Regions from separate parts of the Mus musculus genome. Here all the other regions are linked to region 1. A link is a contact called in public HiChIP or PLAC-seq and promoter capture Hi-C data. All regions are on one chromosome and are shown on one strand. The core of a region is the stretch at or near the end of the contact, and the rest is flanking DNA. Distances in the headings are between cores, read along the strand shown. Region 1 holds the start of Dhx9 (DEAH (Asp-Glu-Ala-His) box polypeptide 9). Region 2 holds the start of Tor1aip1 (torsin A interacting protein 1). Region 3 holds the start of Cep350 (centrosomal protein 350). Region 4 holds the start of Ivns1abp (influenza virus NS1A binding protein). Region 5 holds the start of Swt1 (SWT1 RNA endoribonuclease homolog (S. cerevisiae)).

Region 1 (2,872 bases), core at 149-2,648:
AGCTACAGTGTAGTTATTTACATAAAATAGCAAGCTGGGCGTGGTAGCATACACCTTTAATCCCAGCACTTGGTAGGCAGTGGCAGGCGGATTTGAGTTCGAGGCCAGCCTGGTCTACAGAGTGAGTTCCAGGATAGCTGGAGCTATACAGAGGAAACCCTATCTCGAAAAACCAAAAAAACAAACAAAAACCCCACAACTTCTTTTACAGACCTAGAACTTATCCTCTTGTCGAGAGCCTAGATGGATGCCAAATTTTCCATCATGTCACATCTGCCCTGCTGTTTTGGCTCCAGAAATGCCTCCACTATTACTCGTTTGTTTTTCTACAGCTCCTCTCTCACTTGCCACCACTACCTGATACGTATACACGTATACTCGTATACACACACATATCGGAATAAATCAAATTTTGTTTTATGAGACAAGATTTCTATGTGTAGTAGCCCCGGACTCAAGAGATCGAACAATACCTTCCACCACCAAACCCCAGTGCTGGAATGAAAGGCTAGAGTCATGGCTCCCAATTTTGTGTTTTCATTCTTGCCACCCGGAAACAAATTCTTTCATCTCTTTTCGCACCCTCAGGTCACGTGGCCGGCCCTCCCTTCCTCCAGGAAGGTCTGGCCTTAGGCGTAACTGATCTCTCATTGCCCTTTGGAGCGGATACACTGTGCACCTCAAAGCCAGACTCAGGCTCGTGCACCCCTCAGACTGAGGCGCCCTCCCTTTCGACCGTTATCTACAGCGGGGCTATCCCGTTGCGCGGTGTAATTCCGCCATCACTTACTAAATCATGCATTCATTTTCCTACCACCTGCTCCTCATCCCGCCCCACCCAGCCATGCCCCGTCACCAGTGCGGAGCGGGAGGACCTGCAGCGAAGCCCCGGACCCCAAAGCGGGCACCCCCACGGGGCCCGGGTGTCCCGGATTAGAACCGCGGACGACCCCCCACCACCACGCGCCGGGTGGCGTCGAGCCGCTACCCCTACACGCAACTGATTACAGACACCCGCCGCCCGTCAGGCCGAGTGAGGAAGAGGCCTCCGAGAGCGGCCAGTCTGTGCAAGGAACCCCAGGGCCTAGGGCCACGGGAGCTCCGCTGCGCGAGGCGCCCACGGCCCGTAAATCCGGGTACCCGCCGCGCTGCCCCTCCCCCACACGCTCGCCCGCCCGCGCCTCACAACAAAGCCACGGCTGAGCCGCGGAGGCCGGCGTCGGCCCGCAGCAATGAGCCCGCGTCCGGGGCCGCAACGCCCCCTTTCTTACCCTCCTCCGCTTTTCCGTGCCCGAGAGCACAGCCTTCTTAGGCGAGTTCGCAGCGCCAACCTTCCACGAGAACGGCGAAAGAACACACCTCACCCGCATGGAAGCAGCGGCGAAATGGCTCCGACTGCAGGACCCAGGGGGCGGAGTCGGCGACTCGCGCCTGCGCGGTAGGCCAACTCCGGAGCCAGCACGCCCCGAGGGGGCGGGGCTTGAACCACTTCCGGGCGCCAAACCTGAGGTCGCGCGAGATCTGCTGGCCTAGGCCCATAATTTCCTGTCAGTCGCTAACCAGCTTGGTTTCTGGAAGTTATGTCTCCTTGCCTTTGTCTTTGTAGAGCAAGCTAGCCCACCACTTAACGCAGTCCACTTGCCTCCACCTCTGAAGGCAAAATTTAGAGACATGCCACCATGGATCTCCTTTTTGATAGTTTATCTTACGTAAGGGCAGTGTTACAGGATTAATCCTTTCAGAGTTTATCAGAATAGCCACTTTAAAATATGCCAAAGCAATGTATTTATGGGTGCTGTATGTTAAAATACAAGGACTGAAGTATTTCTGCTTCATCAAAATGCTGCAGGCAGCCGGGCAGTAGTGGCGCATGCCTTTAATCCCAGCACTTGGGAGGCAGAGGCAGGCAGATTTCTGAGTTCGAGGCCAGCCTGGTCTACAAAGTGAGTTCCAGGACAGCCAAGCCTACACAGAGAAACCCTGTCTCGAAAAACCAAAAGAAAAAGAAAAAAGAAAAGAAATAAAATGCTGCAGGCAGTGTGTAGCATGGTGGCACTTGCCTCCAGTCACAGCACCCAGGAAACAGAGACTGACAGACCTCCGTAAGTTCAAAACAGTCTGGTCTATGTTTAAGGAAGGCCAGGGCAACATAATGAGATCCTGTCTAAACAGCAAAGGAACAAAAACCTTAGAAGTTAAAAGCACTTGTTGCTCTTGTGGAAGGCTTGGATTCAGTTCTCAATCACACAGTGGCTCACACACAACCATAACCTCCATTCCAGGGGACCCAGCAGGTACAACCATGGTGCACTGACCTACAGGCCATAAGACATAAAGTAAAATGAATCTAAGACAAGAAAGAGAGCCCTGGCTTATTGGTTTATTGCCAGGGGTGGTGGTATATGCCATTAATCCCATTGTAGTAAAACCCATTACCCCACCAAAAAGAAAACCCTAGCTCAAGACACAACTTCTCCACTTACCTTTTGGCTGGGGAGAGGGACGAGGGACTCTTTTTTTTTTTTTTTTTTTTTTTCCAAGACAGGGTTTCTTTGTGTAGCCCTGGCTATCCTGGATTTGTAAACCAGGCTGTCCTGGGACTCACAGAGATCTGTCTGCCTCTGCCCCACCCCTCACCCCTCAGGCTGGGATTAAAGGCATGCTCCCAATTATCTCAAAATCCTGTGTTTTGTTTAGCTTCAAGTGAGAAGACTCTTGAGTTTAATACTTGTTTTGAGGGGTGTTGTATTTTTGAAGTACTGAAGAGTAACTCAAGGTTACCCTACTACTAAGCTACACTCAAGCCCAGCATCCCCAACCTAGTTGTCTGTTTGTTGTTGTTTTGTGAAAACTAGCATGCCTCAAGCCCCGA
Region 2 (2,872 bases), core at 197-2,696, 2.5 Mb after region 1:
ATATAAGCTTTACTAATAAATAGAACCTTGTTTTGTTTCAGTAGTTTGTCAGTCTTGACTTGTTTAGCTACTTAAGATTACCGTGATGGCCTCCAATCTGGGGGGAAAGTCTGGCAGAGACCAGACTCTGTATTTGGAGTAATGTCACCAACCCATTCATTAAAGTCAGCTACTCCTCGTAGCATCCGCCTAGAAATGATCTCGTTTTCCCAATCTTGGTGAAAAAAAAAAAAAACGAAAGAAACCGACTGGAAAGTTAACTTAAAAACAGGATTTTCAGCTGGGGACTTGGGGCCCCCGAGATTTAAAAAAAAAAAAAAAAAAAAAAAAAAGGAAATGGAAGTGGCTTCAGTAGAAACTTCAGAGGACGGAAATGAAACCGAGCGCAGAGTAGTTTGGGGCTCCGACAATGGCTTAGCCGCCGACCTCTAGCAAAAGCCTACAGAAAGAGGAGACCTAGACCCCCCAAACTGAAGCTCCAGGACTAGGCAGAGCTGCCCGCCTCCGCTCGGGTCACTTCGCACCACCACCTTCCCGCGCGGCCCACTGCGTCCTTCCCTCTTGAGGGTCCGGGTGGACTCAATCCGGGAGTGCGCGCCCAAAGGGCCGCAGAAATCACCAGGACCCAGGCGGGGCCGGAGCGGGGCCGGCCTCCACGGGGGCGCGCCTGCCGCCGCGTGCCCGCCGCCGCGCGCGCTCCCGAGCCCGCAGCCGAGACTGTTACCTTCGCGGTCCTCACTGGAGGACGGAGAGTCCCGTAACCCTCGGCCGCTCGTGGCCGGAGACAGCTGCGGCTGCTGTGAGTGCTGCTCAAGGCGAGCAGACCTCCGCGTCTTCATCTCCTCGGCTTCCTGGGCTCGCCGCTGCCTCCGTGGTCGAGAGCGAAGGTTGTAAGCGCTTTCTCTCACTTCCTCTCCCGCAGAAGCCGGCCGGAACTTTTCTGGCGGGGTTCGTCTCCCCCCCGGAGACCTTTCTTTGGCCGCCCGGGGCTCGAAGTCGCCGTACACTTCTGCCGGCTCCTCTGAAAACCTCACTTCCCGTCGTCCGCGGCGCGACGGGTGAGCTCCGTACGCAGGCGCGTCACTGCTGTCGCCATTTCGCGGGTCGAGCCTCCGCCTTCCCTCCCGGATGGGGGCTCTGGGTGTGACGTAGATGGCCCAACCTTCTCCGGGCCCCTCGGCCTGCCACCTTTCTCCCGCCATAGTTGTTTACGTAGCTGGTAGTCGGTTCGTGGCGATAGATTGGCCGCAGATAGATTCCGCTGCGGGTAGTGGCGATGGCTTCGGGGAGGTTGTCGCAGTGGTCAGGGAGGCAGTTGAGAGTCGCCGGGGCCGCCGCCTGCGTCCTCGCTCGTGTGCCACCAACCAGCCTCCAGGCCCATGGTGTGTCCTGAGGGCTGTCGGAGAGGCAGTGCCCGAGCTGGGTCAGCTGCTGCGGGTCACTCCCGCCTCCTGGCTGAAGGCACCAAAGAGGAGGAGAAGGGGGAGGAGGACGTCTCTGTCCTTGGCCTTGGAGGGAAAGGTGGGGGCGACCAGGAGGTGGTAGGACAAGTGGCCTGTGCCAAGCTGCTGATGGCCAGTTGCCCACCACCGGGGGCGCTGGTCCTGGCTCCCAGAGGCTTTGGGAAAGGGCAAGTTTCAGTCCTTGATCCCAAGCTGTTGCGCAGTTCCCCTGCTACTTTGGCCACTCCTTTTCAAATGTCCCTGGGAGGAGAAATGATCAGAAAGGCAATTCTGCATGTCATCTTATGGCGAAAATTATAGTTTCATGGACCTTTATGAAATTGCTTTTACCCAGTTTAAAATTTTTATTCACCTGTTGACCCTTTAAAATTGTGTTTAGTTACACTCTTGGGGTGTGTTTCCATTTTTGAGTCGTAGCCATATCAACCATATTCTTGAATTTTCACGTGAATGGTATACCAATAAGCTATACCCTAGCCCTAAAAAAAAAAAAAATCGATTTTGAGTTTTTATTTGGAAGCCACATAACAGTGATTTTGAAAAAAAACTTAAAAGTATTTGCCTTTTTCCAGTATTTTAAATAATGACCTTAAGTTGTTACTCAAACTTAGACAAATTCCCAGTTACTAGAATTTTCACAAATAGTCTATAAATTTGGTCAGCAACACAGATGACTCAAGAGTCATGTTTGGAGCTTCATTTAGCATTGTTTATTAACTACAAAGAAGGGGAGCCATAAGGAGACAGCTGCCCTTTTTTTAAAGATGTGTGTGTGTGTGTGTGTGTGTGTGTAAGTGAGTGAAAGGAGGGAGGGAGGGTGATCTCTGCCTGTCCTGGAACTGTAGACTAGACTGGCCTCAGCCTCACAGAGATCAACCTGCCGCTGCTCCCCAAACGCTAGGATTAAGGGTGTGGGCCACCACACTTGGTAGCACTTTTTTAGAAAACAAAACTTAAGGAAAAACGAAAGTGATACTCATTCGTGGTAGCCTGAAAACTGGGTGTGGCTTTTTTTTTTCTACAAAACGCTGAGAAGTACTGATAACTTGGTAATGTTTGGCTTGTGTCTTTTCCAGTAATGCTTTGTTTGTAAAGTGCCTATTTACACAGTCAACAATCACAAAAATTCTTTAATAGATGTACAGCAGTGAAAGGATATAAATTTTTGTAGTGTTTATATTCTAAGCTCATAAGGCAGTGTGTGCAACAGATGACTAAAGACACCTGGGTGCTGGCTTGTTAAACTCTGGTTTGAAGGATACATGAAAAAGAAAGTGAAGAGGTTCTATACATAATTGGTCAATCAGAGAAAATGAGAGGTTACAAAGATTATTGGATAATTGGCATGTGCTTTGTTTTGTAATTAAAAGTACTTATAAAGTAGTTTTATGAGTGGCTTTTTCAAAGAA
Region 3 (2,872 bases), core at 229-2,728, 2.5 Mb after region 1:
GGCTTGCAATAACTTCTAGTACAGGTCTAGGAGTCTCCCAAAGTCACAATCCCAAGTTATTAGCAGCACGCTGCCTTTTTAAAAAGCAGTATTTTAAATTAAGAAAGTTTTTAAATGGAGAGCAGTTTGTAGTATTTCATTATTGCCTCTTCAAAAATTCCCAGGTGCTAATAGTAGGTTGGTCTAGGATGGACTGTCCATTTAAATCTTTAAAATACAAGCGAAGGGAGCAGGTTAACATGGCAACACTAACGACTTCTCCAATTTCAAAACAAGAAACACCAGCAAAACAATTAAGTAGAGTACATGGATACCGACCACTATTCCTAAGGGCCTATTTTTTCCCCCCAAATGAAACATTTGTTACAACATCAAAAAATCCATTTAAAAAAAAATCTATACCTATTTGCAAGTTCCGAACTTGAAAACTAAAACCCTGGCAAATTTCTGCCTGTATCTGTGACATTAACTAAATATGATTTAGCATATTAGTCTGAATTTAAAAGAGGGGGGAGGGGAGGGAAAGTGACAACTTCCAACGTGTAAGGCTTGTTAAATGTCACCCCCTCTCCACCCAATCATGTGTGAATAAGCCGGTGGACTCCATTCAACAACTGCTGCTGGACTGGAGGTGATCAAAGTTTTCCCCATACTGCACTTTGAGAATATTACACCCAGGAAAAGGAACAGAAACTGTTCCTGACACTGGAGCTAGTGCCCCGGAATTTCCCAAAATATGCTCGATCTCCAAACGAAGAAGGGACACTTCGGAGACCAAAGGTGAGAGGTGGCTTAACTCTATGCAGACAAGAGGAGGGGCGAGGGTGCTGAGGGCGACACTGGCAGGTAAGCAAAGAAATCTTGTCTTCCGTGGGCACCAGTAGGTCCGGGAGCCCAGGTCTCAGGATGACCCTCCAGGAAAAGTCTCGGGACCCAAGGAGGGTCCCCGGGGGGGACGTCAGGCAGTGCCAGGGGGGCCCCGCCCCGCCTCTCTGGCCACCTCGGGGACCTGGGACCGCGGACAGAGACATCCGAGGCGGAGCAGGCTCCGCCAGGTCTCCCCGCAGCTCACCTGAGAGTGTCGCCTCCGCCCTCGGCTCCCACGGTGCATCCCGCGGGGCCTGGCGGAGGGTGCAGTGACGCCGCCCCGACCGGCCCCAGGGCTGCCCGGCCTGGCCTCCCCGCTCCGGGGACGCACCGGGTGCCCGCCTCGCCCCGGCTCCCGGGATCCGCCGGGCGGCAGGCAAGGAAGGAGAGGCGCAGAGGCGGCCTTCCTCTGCCCCGCCGCGAGCCCCCTCCCGAGCTGCGGCTCTCCGCAGTCCTCTCAGGCGCAGGTCCGGCCCCGCTCCCCCGCCCCGGGAGTCACTTCGGCAGCGGCGGCCCAGTCGCCATTACAGCTCAACAACTGACACGGAGGAGGAGCGGCGCCGGCGGCAGTGGCGGTGGCGGCGGCGCGAGGCAGGGCGGGAGCAGTCAGGGAGGGAGAGGGCGGGGGGGGGGGGAGAGAGACTCGCCAAACCTCGCGAGAACTGTCCGGAGACGGTTCCGCAGGAATGCAACCCTGGGTGAAGGCCAGCCATGTTGAGTGTGGCCGACGGAGGAGCGCGATCGGACCCGAGGCTAGAGGATGCGGGGAAGCCATCTTTGGTGTGGCGCTTTGGGAGCTCGGCGGGACTCGGGAGGAGCCAGAGTCTATCCGCAGAGGAGACCACCCCCTTCCCTTTGACGCTAATTGGGCCTTCTGGCTGAGCGGGTCACCCCCGAGCCAAAACACGCTGAGGACTTGACAAGGGTGACCCAGGGATCCGGGACCCGGCAGACGATTCAGAAGGAATCGTCACTCTAGGCGGATCGGAGTAACCGCAGCTTTGCGGCTGCTCGCTGCTGTCACTGCGGCCCTCTCATTGGCCAGGGGTTTACAGTTCTGTTCAGCACGCACACTGATGGCTTAAGCTCTTTCCAAAACAAGCAAAAACTACGTTTCCTTTCCCTTCGGTGTTGTGGTTTGAGAAGCCCTCTGGGGTCAACATATTTTCTCTTAGCTTTGTCTTTGTCACCAGCCTCCGCTTGGTGAATTTTATCGTCTGTCAAGACTGTAAAGGACAGCTTTTCTGCGAATAATGCCTGACACCTTCCGCTAGGTGCTCACTGCAGCTAAGCTCTCCACCTTCTGGGCTCCGATAGTTACTTTGCCTCGAAATTATTTCTCATCTAAAGTACCATGGGTGTCTTAAAGTCTCCTTTTTCTATGTATACCCAGTAGGGCCTGGCACAGTAACTACAACACTGTAGATGTTCAATAAATGTTCGCTACCTTGACCATATCAATAAAAGCAGACGACAATAACTGATCCTCCCCATAAGACAGCCGCGCCTCAGCAGGAACTACGTGAATGTACAAAAGTCCTGCACATATGTCAATGTATACACCCTCCCTGAGAACAGCACTTCAGCAAAGAATGAGAGTTGTGGAGATCCCGAGTACGCAAGCAGTAGCAAGAAAAAGATTTGAAAGGTGGAACTGCGGCAGGGAAATGGATTAGCAGGTAAAGGGAATTGCCACCACGCCTGGCGATCTTAGTTTGATCCCCGGACCCAGAATGGTGGACCAAGAGAGCAGATTCCTCTAAGGTGTCCTCTGATCTGCATTGCGTGCAGGTGCATGAGAAGACATGTATGATTACATACATACATACATACATACATGTAATAAAAAGAAAAGTGAAATTTACCTTTTCTCCAGCCTAGTTATTTTAAAGAACGTATCCAATCCCCTTATTGAGTTATGATTACTTTTTAATAGTGGGTTCTGAAACACTATCTGCCCAATATTATAGCACCAATCAATGGGAAATAATCTCCTTTACTCTAA
Region 4 (2,872 bases), core at 156-2,655, 2.1 Mb before region 1:
GCAAGTAGGACCATGTGTCCGGCAGGCCAGTCATGTGCCTGTCCCAAGTGGGCAGTTCATATTCTCTCACTGCCAGAAGGAGCTCAGTAATCCAGGTCCCTAATAGTGTCATTTGCAACAAAAGTAATGTGCTATCAAAGAGAAAAGCTGGACGGCAAATGCCAGTTTCTCTAAGACACATAATCATACTAGCTGACAGCTCAGTTTCTACTTCCTCCTTTTGTGAAACAACAACAAAAAAGAAACGTCTCCTGGCCACAAGATCTTATTTTTTAAAAGTAATGAAGACCCCCCTCCCAATTTCTATTTCCTACCCGCTAACACATTAAAGAAGGGTAGGAAGCATTGTCAAAGAGCTCCAAGAAATGGCTACAAATTAAGCGGGATGATCAAAGTCAGGTCTAGACTGTGTAAGCGCCCTCTATAAACCAGTATAAGCATTAATCTGGAAACCTTTACCTAACTCGATTATGTGTATACTTTATAGACCTTTGGATATAATCTCACCAAATCCCCTCATCTTCAATCAAGGAAACTTCCCAGCATGTGCTTCAGAGTCATATGAAGAAGTGGAGCCCAGCTTAAATCACATTTGACCTAAACAACTGCCTGCCTCCTAGGGGCAAGGTGGGTGGATGACTGGGCTTGGCTCCTGGGTTAAAAGGCCCCAGGGGGTAGAGATAGGGACTAACAATTCCCCAAGCTACTTTTCTTTGTCCAAAGAAGTCGAGACATCAGGAACTGATACCAGAGGGGGACAAAAAGTAGAAGTGAACACGCATTTTATGGCACACCGATAATATCTCTTTCACCTTTTTTTTTTTTTTTTTTTTTTTTAAACACACTCACTGAATGCTCACCCAAAGCAGGCCAATAGAGGGGCTAGTTGTTCAGGCCCTCCTCTGACTTATCCCTTCTTCCTCCATTCTTCTCACCCCTCCACCTCCAAGGTAAGAGCCTGATGCTCAACTACTGCCGCGGGGTTCCCACAACACGCAGCTCCAGTCTAGGCTAGTTGCCTAGAAGTCAGTGTGACGCTGAGAACTCTAATCGCCACGTCGGATCTCTGGAGAAGGTAGGGCAGGTGGAAGAGGAAGGAGGGAACCAGTTCCTGGACAGTGGAAAAAAAAGGGCGAAGCGAGGGTGTGAGGCTCGGGAGGGAGCGCGCGCTCGATAAGTAACAGGAGGAGCGGTCCCCGCCGCCCCGCTCTCCCGGATCACCTTGCGCTGACCTAGTTGAGCCGAGAAGGAAGGAGGGGGCGGTTGAGGAAAAGAGCTATGAGGTGGGCGGGGCCCTGTCCGGGGGCGGAGCCTCAGAGCGGGATCTTCCCGGGAGCTCGCCTGTGATTCGCTCAGGCATCAGAGCCGGAAGCGGCCGGGAGGCGTTGGCGGCAGCGCACGTGGTGACGTGCGAGGGAGTGCGGCGCGAGCGCGCGCGGCGGCGGCGGCGGTGGCAGTGTGTTCGGGACGCGCGTGGAGGTCGGTCAGTCGCTCGGAGGTGCTGGGCGCGTCGTGGCGGCGAGCGAGTTCCCGCGAGTACCCACTGGTCTTCCTCAGCCCGCAGCCTCCCGCCCGGTCGCCCCGAGCCCCTTCCAGCGCCTTCCGCCTGCAGCCCGTCGAAGCTCTGGAGATGAATTTCGCCATCTCTTCAGAGATGACCCAGGTAACGCGCTGTACGCGGGCGCCGCGGGAGGGAGAGGGCGGGGTGGGAAGATGGTGGTGGTGCGGAGCGTCCCGCTGTCCCGGGAGACACGGGCATCGCGGGGCTCCGCATTCGGCTCGGTTGCCGGCTGGCGGGGGAAGAGCGCGGTGGTCCCGGACCTTCCTCCGCCGGGGCGGGGATCGTCAGGCTTCCGCGCTGGGTGACGGAGGGTCCCCGGGACCTGGCCCGGCGGAGGACTAGGAGGGATGACCCGCCGGATGAGAGCGGCGGCCACCGAGGACTGTAGACATCGTTTCCCGCTGTCAGGAGCGAGGTGCCGGCTGCGGTTTGGGGCTCTCCGGGCTAAGACTCCCCGCGGCCGGCGCGTGGGGACACAGAGCCGCCCTCAGAGCGCATCGGTTCCAGGGGTTAGGCGTGGGGTGGCACGGAGTCCCTGGTCGCCGTGGACCACGGGGTCCTTTGTTCGAGCTCCACGTTGCCCGCTTTTCTTGCCAAGCGCGGGGAAAAGGAGGCGGGAGGAGCGAGGGAGCGGCTGCCCTGACGTGTCAGCTCTGAGTGACTGCGCCGCCGGCCAATCGCGGCCAATCGCGGCCGGGGGTGTGCGGGTGCCTCGCTGTACCCGCCGAGAGCGCGCCCCAGGCCTTGCAGCGCGGGGTCCCCGGCGCGCCGGGGCACAGGCTCCATGTTCTCTGAAAGAAATAGGTGGAGAGCAGGCTTTTCGTCCGATCACCTTTTTTTTTTTTTTTCTATTTTTGGGTAAAGGACCTCGTTGATAAGACACCGGGGAGTGTCAGAGTGGAGATTAACGTAAGGAAATCTGTACACACACACACACAAATTTGAGAAATATTTCCGCCTTTCCCTCAATAAGTTGCAGATAAATGATTCCGGAGAGCAAACATTTCGATCAAAAAGAAGTCGGACGGCCTAAAAGGCAACGTTTTGTTTAATGTCTGTCAGTAGTGGAGGTTAGAACACCCAGATATCAAGTTCTTAGGAGTTTTGTTGTGGTCTCCTGTTTTGGCAATACACCATAGCTCTGGAAGTAAGAGCACACAAGCCGCACGGACTAAATCACCTTAGCCATATTTTCTTTAATTTTAACACCAGTGGTTGACTTAGGAAAAAAATAACTAAGAAAATAGTTTCAGGTTGAATCCTGCTAAGTCTTTAATATCTTTAAAATGTTAAAGGACTTATTTGTAAGCC
Region 5 (2,872 bases), core at 152-2,651, 2.1 Mb before region 1:
GTATTTATGTGCTTTATGTGTTTTGTCTGCATTCAAGTCTCTGTGAGGGCATCAAATCCCTGGGACCTGGAGTTACAGATGGTTTCCATCTGTCAAGTGGATGGCTGGGAACTGATAAGAGTCTTCCGCAAGAAAAGCAGGTGACCTAAACCACTGAACAATCTCTCTGGTCCTAGTTACCATTTCTACAGGTTGTAATAGGTGCTATTGTCTCACTTTTAATCGTTAAATAGTTAACTCCCCACATAGGAATCCTAGTCCAAAAGCGGTTAAAAGGCCTTCAGTCGTCTTGTGGGGCCAGGCTTCTGACCTTTAAGCTAAGGAGCTAAGCAAATACTTTACCACTGAGATAAGTACATTCGTAGCCCTTAAGGGCTTTAGAACTTGCAAAAGACTGGTGGGGACAAAGTTTACGTTAAACTGGGGAAGGAAAAACACCTTCAAACACTCCAACTAGGAAGGACAATGAGAGAGCAAAACTTCCAGACAGCATTTCAAAGTAACAAACAATCACACACCGTCTCCTATGGTTTCCCAACAGAGGAAAAAAACCTGAGAACCTCCCCTCTTGCCTTAAACGCTCAAGACAGTCCGAAGCAGGCAACCTGAAAGAAAGATCAATTTGGGTTGTTTTTGTTTTGTTTTTCCAGTCTGCTCCAGTGTGCTTATTAGAAATAAAGTGAAGAGAACAAATAAGACTTCGGTGATAAACAAGTCCAGGATATATATATTTATAAAACTTGAGGCGCAGAGGATTCCCTGGCCATATTCCTTAGAGAATCTGAAATGCATCAAAGTGATACATTTGTTAGTAAAAGCCTAAAAAAAAACAAAACAAAACAGGTCAAAACTGCAAAACAATCTCCTACAACCACACCGCGCCTATTCTGCTATCCTTAACCTAGAGGCAAAATTGAAAAAGTGAAGAGCGTCCGGGTCGCAAGTTGTGGGGGGGAAAGTTGTGGAGAGCGGAGTCAGGACTCTACCTCAGGGGGCTGACAGAAAAGTGCTTCTGGGATTCATAAACTGCCTCGGCCCACCCCCACACAAGCCGCCATCGGTCCCCCCACCGCCTCAGGTCCAGCTGGAGCAACCCGGCCACACACTCCACGAGCCGGCCGACCTCCGACCAGCCCCCGCAGTCGCCCGGCCCAGACCTCAGCTCGCGGGTCCCGAGCCCGACCGACGTCCGGGTACAGGAGGCCAGCAGTGAAAAGCTGTCGCCCAGAGAGATGTCCACGCGCCCGGAATACCCTAACTTACCTGAGTCCGCGGCAGCAGCAGCCACAGCGACAGTGGCGATTCCCCGGACCAGTCGGACACCCAAAGCGCCTTCCCAGAGCCCGCTGCACACTGGGAAATGTAGTTCTGTACTCGGACCCCCGCCAGGAGCCGAACGCTCCAGGCAATTCTAGAGTTCTCGGCGCTCTGTGTGTGTTTCCTCCAAGGACCGGAACTGAGCACCGCCCATGAGGCGCGATGCCTCCTGGGTGTTGTAGTCTTATTTCGGTTCGGTGGCGGCCAGTGATGCAGAGGACGTACCGAGGAAACGGAACTCTTTTTCCTCATTGGACACTGTCCGCCACACGCTTCTGCGCAGTCTGTGGTGGCGTCGTAACGCCTCGGGGAAGGGGAAGCCGGCGAAGGGTCGAACCGCTGCCTCTGGCTTTCAGTTTTTCTGCTGACAGGGTTGGGTCACTGGAGCTCCGCCGTTTGTCTGTGGCACGCGTACAGCCTTCCCAATTGCTTCCCCGCCCTTGGATCCAGCCCTGTGTGCATTAACGTCTATTAACCCACTCCGCCGCGAGTCCCCTCCGCGTCCCCTGGCTCGGAGGCCGTAACTATGGAGAATATGGCGGAGGAGGAGCTGCTACCCCAGGAGAAGGAGGAGGCCCAGGTCAGGGTCCCGACCCGGGCCCCGGATTCGGCTCCGGTCCCAGCTCCGGCCGCAGATACGGCTCTGGACTCGGCTCCGACGCCGGACTCGGATCCAGCCCCAGCCCTTGCCCCGGCCCCGGCTCCGGCCCTGTCCCCGTCCCTAGCCTCTGTCCCCGAGGAGGCTGAAAGCAGTAAGTGCAGACGGCCTGATCTCTCTGCCGCAGAGAAGCGAGAAACCATGCCTCGCTGGGGAATAGGGGAGGCCCTTCTCCAGGGTGTTTTTTTTAATGTGGAAAGGCAAATTTAGAAAAATGGGAGGAGGAGGAGGAACCAGAGCGGCAGGTAAGAGTAAAAGGAATACAGCATGGAAAGGGATACTTCTTCCATAAACCTCGAGGATATCATCCTGAAGGATATATGAAGGCCAGGCGTGAGGCAGAGAAAAATAAACAATGAAATTAGTGGCTGTGTCCGTTAGTGTCTTTAGTAGTTTCCATCTCAACCCAGTCTACAATAGTTTTAAAACTTTCCACTGTGTTACAGTAATGGAGGTACTAAGGTAGTAGTAGATCAAGATTGAGAAACTGAAAGCATTTTTCAGTCAGGACTTATACACACTGATGGATTTGTCTCATTGCTGGAGTATACTTTGCTCCCGAGAATAGAAACTCCGTCTCTTGTATCTGCCAAATACTAATTGAGCTTTGTACTTCATTCCAAAGGACAACGATCGTGAAAACGTATAGCCCATATTTTTATTTTCTGAATGTGTTTATACATGTTCCGAGTGGTGGTTTTTCGGTTCATATAAGAAACATAAGACTGATAATTATTAGCATTTTAAGGATCTTCTTAACATTTTGCACAGCGGGCCTAAAAAAAAAAAATTCAACGAGTTTTGTTTTTTTTTTCAACAAATCTGTGGTCCATAAATGGATCTTTATACTCCTTCTGAATTATCGCGTGAGGAATTAATTCATATTTCTAGGCCAGT

The links. HiChIP or PLAC-seq counts read pairs in DNA pulled down with a chosen protein or histone mark. Capture Hi-C pulls out chosen DNA fragments and counts their contacts.
Region 2: an H3K27ac HiChIP or PLAC-seq map of thymic regulatory T cells shows a contact between it and region 1, with 13 times the contacts expected there. The contact joins the promoter of Tor1aip1 here to the promoter of Dhx9 in region 1. A contact is called at or near these places in 3 of 39 promoter capture datasets (hippocampal neurons, liver and pre-B cells), 4 of 484 Hi-C or Micro-C datasets (B cells, CD4 T cells, regulatory T cells and 1 more), 3 of 115 datasets of contacts at active chromatin or transcription factors (astrocytes, effector CD8 T cells and thymic regulatory T cells) and 1 of 9 other capture datasets (liver).
Region 3: a contact with region 1 is called in a promoter capture Hi-C map of liver, with 7 times the contacts expected there. The contact joins the promoter of Cep350 here to the promoter of Dhx9 in region 1. A contact is called at or near these places in 1 of 39 promoter capture datasets (liver), 2 of 484 Hi-C or Micro-C datasets (CD4 T cells and CD8 T cells), 3 of 115 datasets of contacts at active chromatin or transcription factors (astrocytes, regulatory T cells and thymic regulatory T cells) and 2 of 9 other capture datasets (adipose tissue and liver).
Region 4: a promoter capture Hi-C map of liver shows a contact between it and region 1, with 4 times the contacts expected there. The contact joins the promoter of Ivns1abp here to the promoter of Dhx9 in region 1. A contact is called at or near these places in 1 of 484 Hi-C or Micro-C datasets (the N1E-115 cell line), 2 of 115 datasets of contacts at active chromatin or transcription factors (memory CD8 T cells and thymic regulatory T cells) and 2 of 9 other capture datasets (adipose tissue and liver).
Region 5: a contact with region 1 is called in a promoter capture Hi-C map of liver, with 3 times the contacts expected there. The contact joins the promoter of Swt1 here to the promoter of Dhx9 in region 1. A contact is called at or near these places in 1 of 39 promoter capture datasets (liver), 2 of 484 Hi-C or Micro-C datasets (CD8 T cells and hematopoietic stem and progenitor cells), 1 of 115 datasets of contacts at active chromatin or transcription factors (epiblast stem cells) and 2 of 9 other capture datasets (adipose tissue and liver).

The regions. Positions count from the first base shown.
Region 1 is chr1:153,486,262-153,489,133 of GRCm38.p6, forward strand. Dhx9 (DEAH (Asp-Glu-Ala-His) box polypeptide 9) reads right to left here and starts at 1,399. Exons shown (of 28, transcript NM_007842.2): 1 at 1,272-1,399.
Region 2 is chr1:156,035,034-156,037,905 of GRCm38.p6, forward strand. Tor1aip1 (torsin A interacting protein 1) reads right to left here and starts at 1,447. Exons shown (of 10, transcript NM_001160018.1): 1 at 725-1,447. The coding sequence starts at 1,202. It overlaps Tor1aip2 (torsin A interacting protein 2), which reads left to right and starts at 631. Exons shown (of 7, transcript NM_172843.4): 1 at 631-1,075.
Region 3 is chr1:155,971,777-155,974,648 of GRCm38.p6, forward strand. Cep350 (centrosomal protein 350) reads right to left here and starts at 1,479. Exons shown (of 38, transcript NM_001039184.1): 1 at 1,073-1,479.
Region 4 is chr1:151,343,093-151,345,964 of GRCm38.p6, forward strand. Ivns1abp (influenza virus NS1A binding protein) reads left to right here and starts at 1,406. Exons shown (of 15, transcript NM_054102.2): 1 at 1,406-1,663. It also overlaps the pseudogene Gm10138.
Region 5 is chr1:151,427,034-151,429,905 of GRCm38.p6, forward strand. Swt1 (SWT1 RNA endoribonuclease homolog (S. cerevisiae)) reads right to left here and starts at 1,402. Exons shown (of 20, transcript NM_025819.4): 1 at 1,264-1,402. It overlaps Trmt1l (tRNA methyltransferase 1 like), which reads left to right and starts at 1,509. Exons shown (of 15, transcript NM_026876.4): 1 at 1,509-2,069. The coding sequence starts at 1,844.